Linked DNA regions of Hordeum vulgare: region 2 is linked to region 1. A link is a contact called in public Hi-C data. All regions are on one chromosome and are shown on one strand. Each heading gives the region's core, a stretch centred on a gene start, on an enhancer-like site or on the middle of the called end of the contact. The rest is flanking DNA. Distances are from core to core; before and after follow the strand shown. Region 1 has its middle 21 kb from the start of LOC123449238. Region 2 holds the start of LOC123446750 (transcription factor bHLH18-like).

What was found. Hi-C and Micro-C count contacts between places; a contact is called where the count stands out from the background.
Region 2: a contact with region 1 is called in a Hi-C map of seedling, with 2.5 times the contacts expected there. The contact joins the promoter of LOC123446750 here to the enhancer-like site in region 1. A contact is called at or near these places in 3 of 6 Hi-C or Micro-C datasets (leaf and seedling).

Annotation. Positions count from the first base shown.
Region 1 is chr4H:518,608,684-518,613,049 of MorexV3_pseudomolecules_assembly, reverse strand. No RefSeq gene overlaps it. Among protein-coding and RNA genes, the nearest start is that of LOC123449238, 21 kb to the right of the region's middle. Within about 2 kb of position 1,334, at least 3 of the 3 cell types and tissues checked have open chromatin away from gene starts, as enhancers often do. A contact at or near this core is called in leaf and seedling, where this site is marked.
Region 2 is chr4H:518,718,781-518,723,138 of MorexV3_pseudomolecules_assembly, reverse strand. LOC123446750 (transcription factor bHLH18-like) reads left to right here and starts at 1,740. Exons shown (of 4, transcript XM_045123295.1): 1 at 1,740-1,784; 2 at 1,886-1,920; 3 at 2,017-2,484; 4 at 2,573-2,980. The coding sequence starts at 1,888. The coding sequence ends at 2,980.

The DNA.
Region 1 (4,366 bases), core at 85-2,584:
AAACCCTGAAAAAACATCTAAGAAGCCAAAAACATGTTCGGAAAAAGTTAAAAAATATAATCTAAAGGGAACGCCAACAGCACGACATGTAGCGGCAAACAAAAACGCGCCAAGTGACGACGCTTGAGAATGATCCTTGAAATGCTTCCGAAAGAGCGCTCCTCAAAGAGTTGCCCTCCTACTTCTCGCATTACACGAGATAAGAGGTTTCTCTCGTTGAAGAGCGTGCAAGCTGGACCATCCCACGAGCACGAGCTATATTTACAACAAGTTATTATGAAAATGTGGATCATATACATAACAAATATTGAACTAGTATTTTTAAAAATAATTAACATTATATAAAAATGTTAAACAACTATTTCAATATTTTTGAACAAGTATTCAAAAACTATTGTATAAGCATTTAAAAAAATGTTCAGCGTGTATATTATGTTAAACAAGTACTCCCTCCGTTCCAAAATAAGTGTCTCAACTTTGTACTAGCTCTAGTACAAAGTTGTACTAAGCTTGAGACAGTTATTTTGGGACGGAGGGAGTATTTGTGTAAACGTTGAACGAATCTTCGAAACAATATTGATCATCTATATAAAAATATTGAACAAGTATTTGAAAAAACATTGATCATGTATATAAGAATATAAAATGAAAAACAAAAAGAAACGAAGAAAAAACAAATAAATGAAAAAATTGGTGACTAAAAAAAATTAAGGTAAGTAAAACAAAAACGAAAAAACACACACAGAGAAAACCAGCTCCGATCGCCTCTAGTTGTGGACCTCCTATTCGGCGCCTTCAGCGCCGGTTAGGGAAACCGGCGCCTGCAGCGCTCCTCCAAATGGGCTGGCCCATGTAAAAAATGCATTGGTCAATAAAAATTTGAAAAAAGTTCACAGAAGTTCAAAAAGTTCAGATTTGCAACAAAAATCAATTATTACGTAAAAGTTCAGCGATTTTTGAAAAATATGTACATGGATTTTCAAAACAATTACAGAAATCCAAAAAAAATCATTGATTTTGAAAAAAGTTCATCAATTTTTAAAAACAGTTTACTGATTTTGAAAAAAGTTCATCAAATTTTAAGAACAGTTCACTGAATTTGAAAAAAGTTCATGAATTTTAAATTATGTTCATCGATTTTCAAAAATATTCACGAATTTCCAGAAAACAAATCATCGATTTTCAAAAAAGTGCACCGATTTAAAAAAATCACGGGCTAAAACAGTTCACGGGCTAAAAAAAAGTTCACAAAAAATCCCTACATGGGCCGGCCCATTGTGGAGCGCTGCAGGCACCGGTTATCAAAATTTGCCTTTAACCGACGCCTGTGGAGCTAAATAGGGCTTTCCCTCTAGTTGGTCCCGATGTAAGTGGAAGCGTACACTGCAGGAAAAGGCCGAAGCCCAAATCGTGCATGTTTCCCCAGTCCAAAAACCATATTGGAGACTTATTGCGTCAAGTATCTTCCCAAACAAACAACAGTGTGCGAACTTGTCCGTTCCATTTTCAATGACTTTGTCTGCTTATGCAAGGGATAAATGTGCTTGCCTCTTCTTTCTCTTATGTTTTTGTTCTGCTTTTCCGTGGTTTTATTTCCCTCAATTTCTGTTTTCCTTTTTCAATATTTGTAAAAGAAATCATTTTAAATTTCATGTACATCTTCAAATTTATAAAAATGTGAAGTACCCCGAGCATTTTTAGAAGTCTGGGATTATTTATTGAAATAAATATTTTTATAAAATTAGATAATATAAGTAAATTTGTGATCATCTAAAAAGTTTCTGCATTTTCCCCAGAAACATACGCATTTTCTTAAATGAAAGACAAATTTTTGATGTTGTGAACATTTTTTTAGTCAATAAAAATTTTAAACTCATAGACATTATTACAACCATGAACATTCTAGAAATTCTGCAATTTTTTCTAAATTCTATGAAGTTTCCTAAAAAATATTAATATTTTTTAGGATGCTTGAATATTTTTTGTCTATCAGCTCATTTTTTCATTTTTATTAAAATCAGTTTAGAAAGTAAATGAGAAAACCGGACCCAAAAAATCAAAAGAAACCAACCAACCTGATGACAGATCATAGGAATAAATGCATGAACACATGCGCTAAGGCGCGCTCTCTAAAAAAGACTGAACTAGGTCACATAAGAACGCACAAGCATGTGTGCTTGATGGGCATTTTACGCTATATGTGTGAAATAAGAGGCGGTCTCGCTATCCCAACATATGCGAGGAATGGTAAATGTATATATTGTCATAAAGTTAGAGAGACGGCCCAATTACGTGGTCTTGGCAGATCAGTGGCTATGTTGTCGAATCCCAGCGCCTCGTCTCGCATCGGTAGGAAGGAAGGCACCGAATGCACTTGTTTTCTTAACGTACAAGAGAACTGAGCCTTCCTTTCTAACATGTTATTCAAGAGCCTGCTATTAGCACCAGCGTGGAGCAGTGAGCGCTAACTTTCCTCGGATATTTTTTTCCTCACGATAAGCGCCTTCATAAGTGCTCAACAGTTATTTTGGACAGCTTGAAAAATAAGCTGCCTCTTCTTAGCTTAACAAATAAGCAGCATTATAAGTTTTGTGTGACTTATAATTTAGTTATCACATAACTATCTTAGAAGCTCCATTGAATAAGAAAGGCGGCTTATTTTTTAGGCTTCCAAAAGAACTAGACCTAAATAGCGAGTGTTCTAGGCAGGCCAGCTTAAGGGTATACCCGAAGAGCCTATTCCTATTAGTTTTGGAAACCTTCTAGAAATTTCAGTTTGGTTTTCATGTTTTACTTTTTTATTAAGTTTTTATTTTTTATAGAAAATGTAAACTTTCTTTTTTTGGCGCGATTTCATAAATTTCAAACTACTTAAAAATTCCAAGTTTTTTTAAATATCCATTTCGATTTTTTAATCCGAAACTTTAATTTATTTCTTAGATATTTTTGCCCTTTTCACAAAAATCGAAATATTAAAAAAATCATTTTAAAAAAATGATTGTGTTTTACCAGAAAATGAAACCGTGATCACGTTTTACAAAGATGTTCACATTTTTCCAGAAAAGTGTCCTTAATTTTTCAGGAAATTTAAATAATTTTTAAAATATATTCGCATTCAAAAATATGTAAATTGATTTTTTTTCTTAGAAAAATCAGTGGCAACAGTACCCAGCTTGCTTCATCAGCGAATCCTATTTAGTGCCACAGACGCCGGTTTATAGGCAAATTTGCTAACCGGCGCCTGCAGCTCATTAGCTGGGCTCCGCCCATCTTCTGCTTTTCTTCTGGAGTGACAATATGCTAACCGGCGCCTGCAGCACGTTAGCTGGGATCGGCCCATCTTCTGCTTTCTTTTGGAGTGACAAAAGAAAACATAGGTCACCTGGGAATCGAACCGGCGATCTGCCGGTCGACAGTGGGACCGAGTAACCACGCCACCGTCCGGATTCAGTTCTCAAGGTAATGCTTCACACATTCTTTTGTCTTCTCTCTTACGTCTTTTTCTTTTTTCCTTTTTATTTCTTTCACTTTTTAACATTTTCGTGTTTGTTTTTATCCATCTTTGTTTTTAATTGTAGGAACTTTTTTTAAAATTTGTGATTTTTGTAATTATGATGAACTATTTTTTGATAAATTATGATGAACTTTTTCCAAAATTAATGAATTTTTTTATATATAAGTCAATGATTTTTTCAAAAAAATCAATGATCTTTTTTTTAAATCGGTGAACTTTTTTCAAATACCATGATTTTTTTTAAAGTGACAAACTTTTATCAATTTTATGAACTTTTTTTCAAGAACGTGAATTGCTTTTAAAAATATGTGAACTCATTTCATATTTGAAGAACTTTTTTCAAATGTGATGAACTTTTTTTCAAAATCAATGAATATTTTTAAAATTCAATGAACTTTTAAATAAATGATGAACTTTTTAAAATTCGATGAACGTTTTTTGAAAATCAGTGAACTTCTTTTTATTTCGACTGACGTTATTAAAATTTTATGAACCTTTTCAAAATTCATGAACATTTTTAAAATACTATTTCTAATTTTATAACTTTATTTATTTTATTTCCTCTTTTTTTGTAAGTCAATGATTATTGGGCCGGCCCAACAGAGGGCGCTGCAGGTGCCTGCAGCAGGAACCGGCGCTGCAGGAGCACCCCGCTTCATTGGCCGTCCCATCAAATAGTGAATCCCCCCTAGAGATCGTACAGCCCAGCCGAAGCCTACGAATCATATAATTACGCGCTCACGTTGGTCAAATACACAAGGCTCGAAATGAAACACCGCGATCACCTCCTCAAGGAAAAAAAAAAGAGGAAAGGCACCTGCATCTGCATGCAAGGTGAAACCACCGTGCCCC
Region 2 (4,358 bases), core at 491-2,990, 110 kb before region 1:
GCAATGTGCCAACAAGATGATCCTACGGGTCGTAGGTGCTTAGTTGGTAGCTCAAGTTGACGCAAGCATGAGTTCTCAAGCACGAATACCTCGTCAATTAAGCCGAAAAGGTCCTTAATCACTTGCATGTGGTTGCACTTTGTGTAGCTAATCCAAGTTGCCCAGTGGAGTAACTTGTTGATGCTGGCAATCCAGTGGTGCAATAGACCTGCTAGAAACGCCATGAAAAACGATGGAGTAGTACATACTAGTAGTGTTTTATGTTATACTGTCCATCAAGTTGGCCACGTTAGTCTATAAATGTAGTCAACTGAATGCCTAATTAGTGATTGAGCCATGTGGTTTCGGGAGATGAGCAACTTAGAATTACAAGAAGCCACTAAATCTAGGTAAACAAATTGCATCATAATGGCATAAGCAACCAAGTTGCTCCGGGCAGCAATGTTAGCCAGCCGAAAGGGGGCACCAAAGCTTAAGCTTGCTGTTTCTTTTAGAAGTAGTATTGTCAGATGTTTAATATCGAGTTATATATATAATAGGAGCATGATGACGTGATTCCTAATTACCACATGATTGTGGTTTCAAGAAGATCGGTTTGACCATGAAGATGATGCACCCTATAGGCTATACCAGTGAAAATGAGAATGACACCTGAATGAAAAATACACAGTTCATGGACCCTGGTGCCATTTACCAAAACTCCAAAATGTAAGCGTGCAGGTGAAACATTTTACATTTACAAGGTTAGGTACCCACTGTCCAACATCAATTTTATTGCCTCACCTGAGATGGCACCTGGGTCAGATTTGCTGGCTTTTGCATGTGGATCAGACCAAATATTCCAAGTTGCGCAAGCAAACACATGCTGTGTAATCTAGTGGCTTAACGCCTTAACCTCGTTGATAGGATCAAGGCAGTACAGGTGAGCCATCTGTCCTCTTCTCGGGCCCTCTTCAGGCTTGGACTTTCCAGCCAGTTGGTCAGGAACAGTTGTCTTCTATTTGCACTTTGATTTGAAGCTACTTTCTTGGGATTTGCTCCTGTAATCTAAAAAGCTTGCAGGTTCAGCATAAAGAAGGCAGCGCCATTATCGCGTGGATCTCCTAACCAATTGACAAAACGATACGACATTAGCATATATATCATTATCATATGCACACTAGTGGAGTTTCATAAACTGTACTTGCCCTCCAACACCAAATGAACAGGTCCCTCCAGAACTGTCGCCATCGCTTCAACCTACTGTGCACATCCTTCACAAAAGTGTCCCGATCACTCCAACAACAAATCAAATCACCCGATCATTCCACAAACAAACACGCACACGCACGCACTGATTCGGTAGAACTACCAATCCATGCAGCAATGTAACAATTGCTAAACTTATTTGCAGTTGTGGTGTACTTTCTAGTGATGAAACTGACCTCGTCAGGCAAGCATGCATGCACGCTTTCTATCCGACTGTCACTGTCGTCGAACCTACTGAATCTTCAGACAGGTCTTGTTTACAAACCAATTTCAGATAACAAATCCTCTGGGTGGAATTAAGATAGCAACAGATCTTGAGAGATCGGAGCTGTGATGTCAACACTAACGCGTACGGTGGAGCAGACCAAACGTGCAAGTACCTTGACCTTATCTGCGAGTGCATGGAGCACGTGAACGAGCGCCTTCTTCCCAACAGCACCGGCGGGAAGTTCACACCACTATATATGCCTGTTTCTGTTTGTACACACGACAGCAAAGTCAAGAAAGAAGAGCAGAGAAGAGAACAGAGGTTTCAGGTATGTCTTCACCACAAATTCTACTTCTCTATAAGCTTGGTGCTCCTCTGCGCTTTGTGAGGAGTATATGTTTAACTATCAAGCTCTTCTTGTGTGGGCAGTGATGGAGCAACCAAACCAATGGCTCACGCAGACGGTAAGCGCATTTGGTCCTAATTACCTGTGGCATCTGAAAGTTAACATGCTGTGAATTTGAGGTAGTATAAGCTCTTCTTGCAATGGCTGGTTTCAGGAACAGGAGGAGCTCGCGTACATGTACCAGCAAGAAGGGGTTCCCGTGCCCGGCATGGACCAGCAGTTCGCAGAGCCACCGCTACCTGGCCATCAAGAGCAGTACTACACGTCGCCGATGGCGACCCCGTCGTTCCATACATCTCGCAGCTCCAATTTCGCGAGCTTTGGAGGCTCGTCGTCATTGCCGAACCTGCCGTTCGGTTCGGCGACGGTGAAGAACGAACTGGGGCAGCCGCCATCGTCGAACTTCCTCTCCTTCGGCGCCGGCCAGGCTGGCACCCTGAACTTCTCCGGAGGCGCCTGGCAGCACGACGGCGTCGAAGGGACGATGCAGCTGCAGGCGCCGGAGAGGCGGAGCAGGGCGCCGGCGAACGCGCAAGAGCACGTCATCGCCGAGCGCAAGCGGCGGGAGAAGCTGCAGCAGCAGTTCGTGTCCTTGGCCACCATCGTCCCCGGCCTCAAGAAGGTGCGTGACAAGGAAACGTGGCTGCATTCATGCGGTCACCAACTACCCGCGGCACGATTAATTAGTTACCCTTCGCCATTGTTTTCAGACGGACAAGATCTCTCTGCTGGGGAGCACCATCGAGTACGTGAAGGAGCTGGAAGACAAGGTGAGGGCCCTGGAGGAGCAAGGCTCGCGGAGGTCGTCGGAGTCCACCACCGTCTTCGAGAGCAAGTGCCGCATATCCGCCGCCGACAACGACGCAGCAGGACCCAGCGGATCCGGGGACGCCGAGGAGTCGAGCCCGGCCGTCGAGGCCAGCATCCGGGGGCACACGGCGCTCCTGAAAATCTGCTGCAAGGAGAGGAGAGGGGTGCTGGTGATGGTCCTCTCCGAGCTCGAGAACCAGGGCCTCTCCATCATAAACACCAACGTCGTCCCGTTCACCGACTCCTGCCTCAACATCACCATCACGGCCAAGGCAAGGCATCTCTCCGTTGTGCAAATGCGGCTGTAACTTGCAAGAAAATAAGCTGCCGTTCTCACTATAATTCTAATGCATGATCAGAAGATTGACGTGTTCAGTTTTGTGCAGATCGAAGAGGGATTTTCGTCCGCGGCTGAGCTCGTGAGGAACCTGACCGTGGCACTCAGAAGTTTCAACTGAAAGCAGAATGGAATCGATTTGTACAGATCTTTAGGCATTTCCCCCTTCTACTTTAACAACATGAGCACGAATGCCGGCCTTCTTTAAAAAAACAGGAAGATGACCCCAGGCCTCTGCATGAATGCCGGCCTTCTAGGGAAAACCATTTTTAATTTCTGAGTGTGTTCACGGTGTCCATTTCTTCTAGTGTTGTGTGAAGTCTGTAACCGTTTATGTGACTAACCAGATCTCCGAGTACTCTAATTTCGTGTTCTAATCTATTCTATTGACTAAAATAATCCACATACGATGAATGTTCTAACCTGGATTCCCTGCGGAAACAAATGTTCTAATCTGAAAGAAAGAAAAACATAAATGAATGTCGACACTTCTAAATTCGTATATACCGCTCATAACGCGAGTTAAGACGAAATTGCTCTTGATCCTGACCTCACATGCTCTTCGGTGAACTGTAAAATTCAAAACATAGTAAAAAATTCAGAAAAAAACTGACTTTTTTTGTGATAAATATTGATGAATGTTTCAACTGGTTGTAAAATTTTGTGATGAAATGGCATTCCTGGAGGTATGGGCAGAAAAATCGATGTTTCAAAATGCTTCCAACAATAGTTTTTCCGGAGCGTTGTTTTTTTTCACACCTCCATGAATGCCATTTTGTCACAAAAATTTGCACAAAAGTGGAGAATTCATCAACGTTTATAAAAAATACTTTTTATAAAACTTTCTGTTCATCAGGATGCATTTGAGTGCGGACCAAAAACTACATGCCCGAGTTAAGCAAGCTCCACCTAAAGTGCTTCTGCTACTGTGCGGGGCCAATTGGTGGCACATGTTTCCTTTTTCCTTTTTTTTGCTTGTTCAATCTTTATTTTTCTTTAATTTTTTCCATGTTTTCTTTCTTCTAGTTTTTATTTATTTTGAAAAGTCTATTATAAAGTAAACGCACACATACACTAGATTGGATCGGAGTCGTGAAGTTTTAAGATTGATGAAGTCATACGCTTCACTATCGACAGGAACAACAATTCTTACAAAAACAATACTCTGCATTAATGAGACACCAATATGTTAAACCAAGGGTTTAATCTCTAGTGGTCCTAGGTACGAGCACCTTCCTAACCATCCACCCGCTAGTTGCTTCTTCTTTTTTCTAGGTTTCGTTTGTTTGTTTTGTTCTATTTTCCATTTTGAGGAATACGTGAATATTTATCAAAATTATCTGAATATC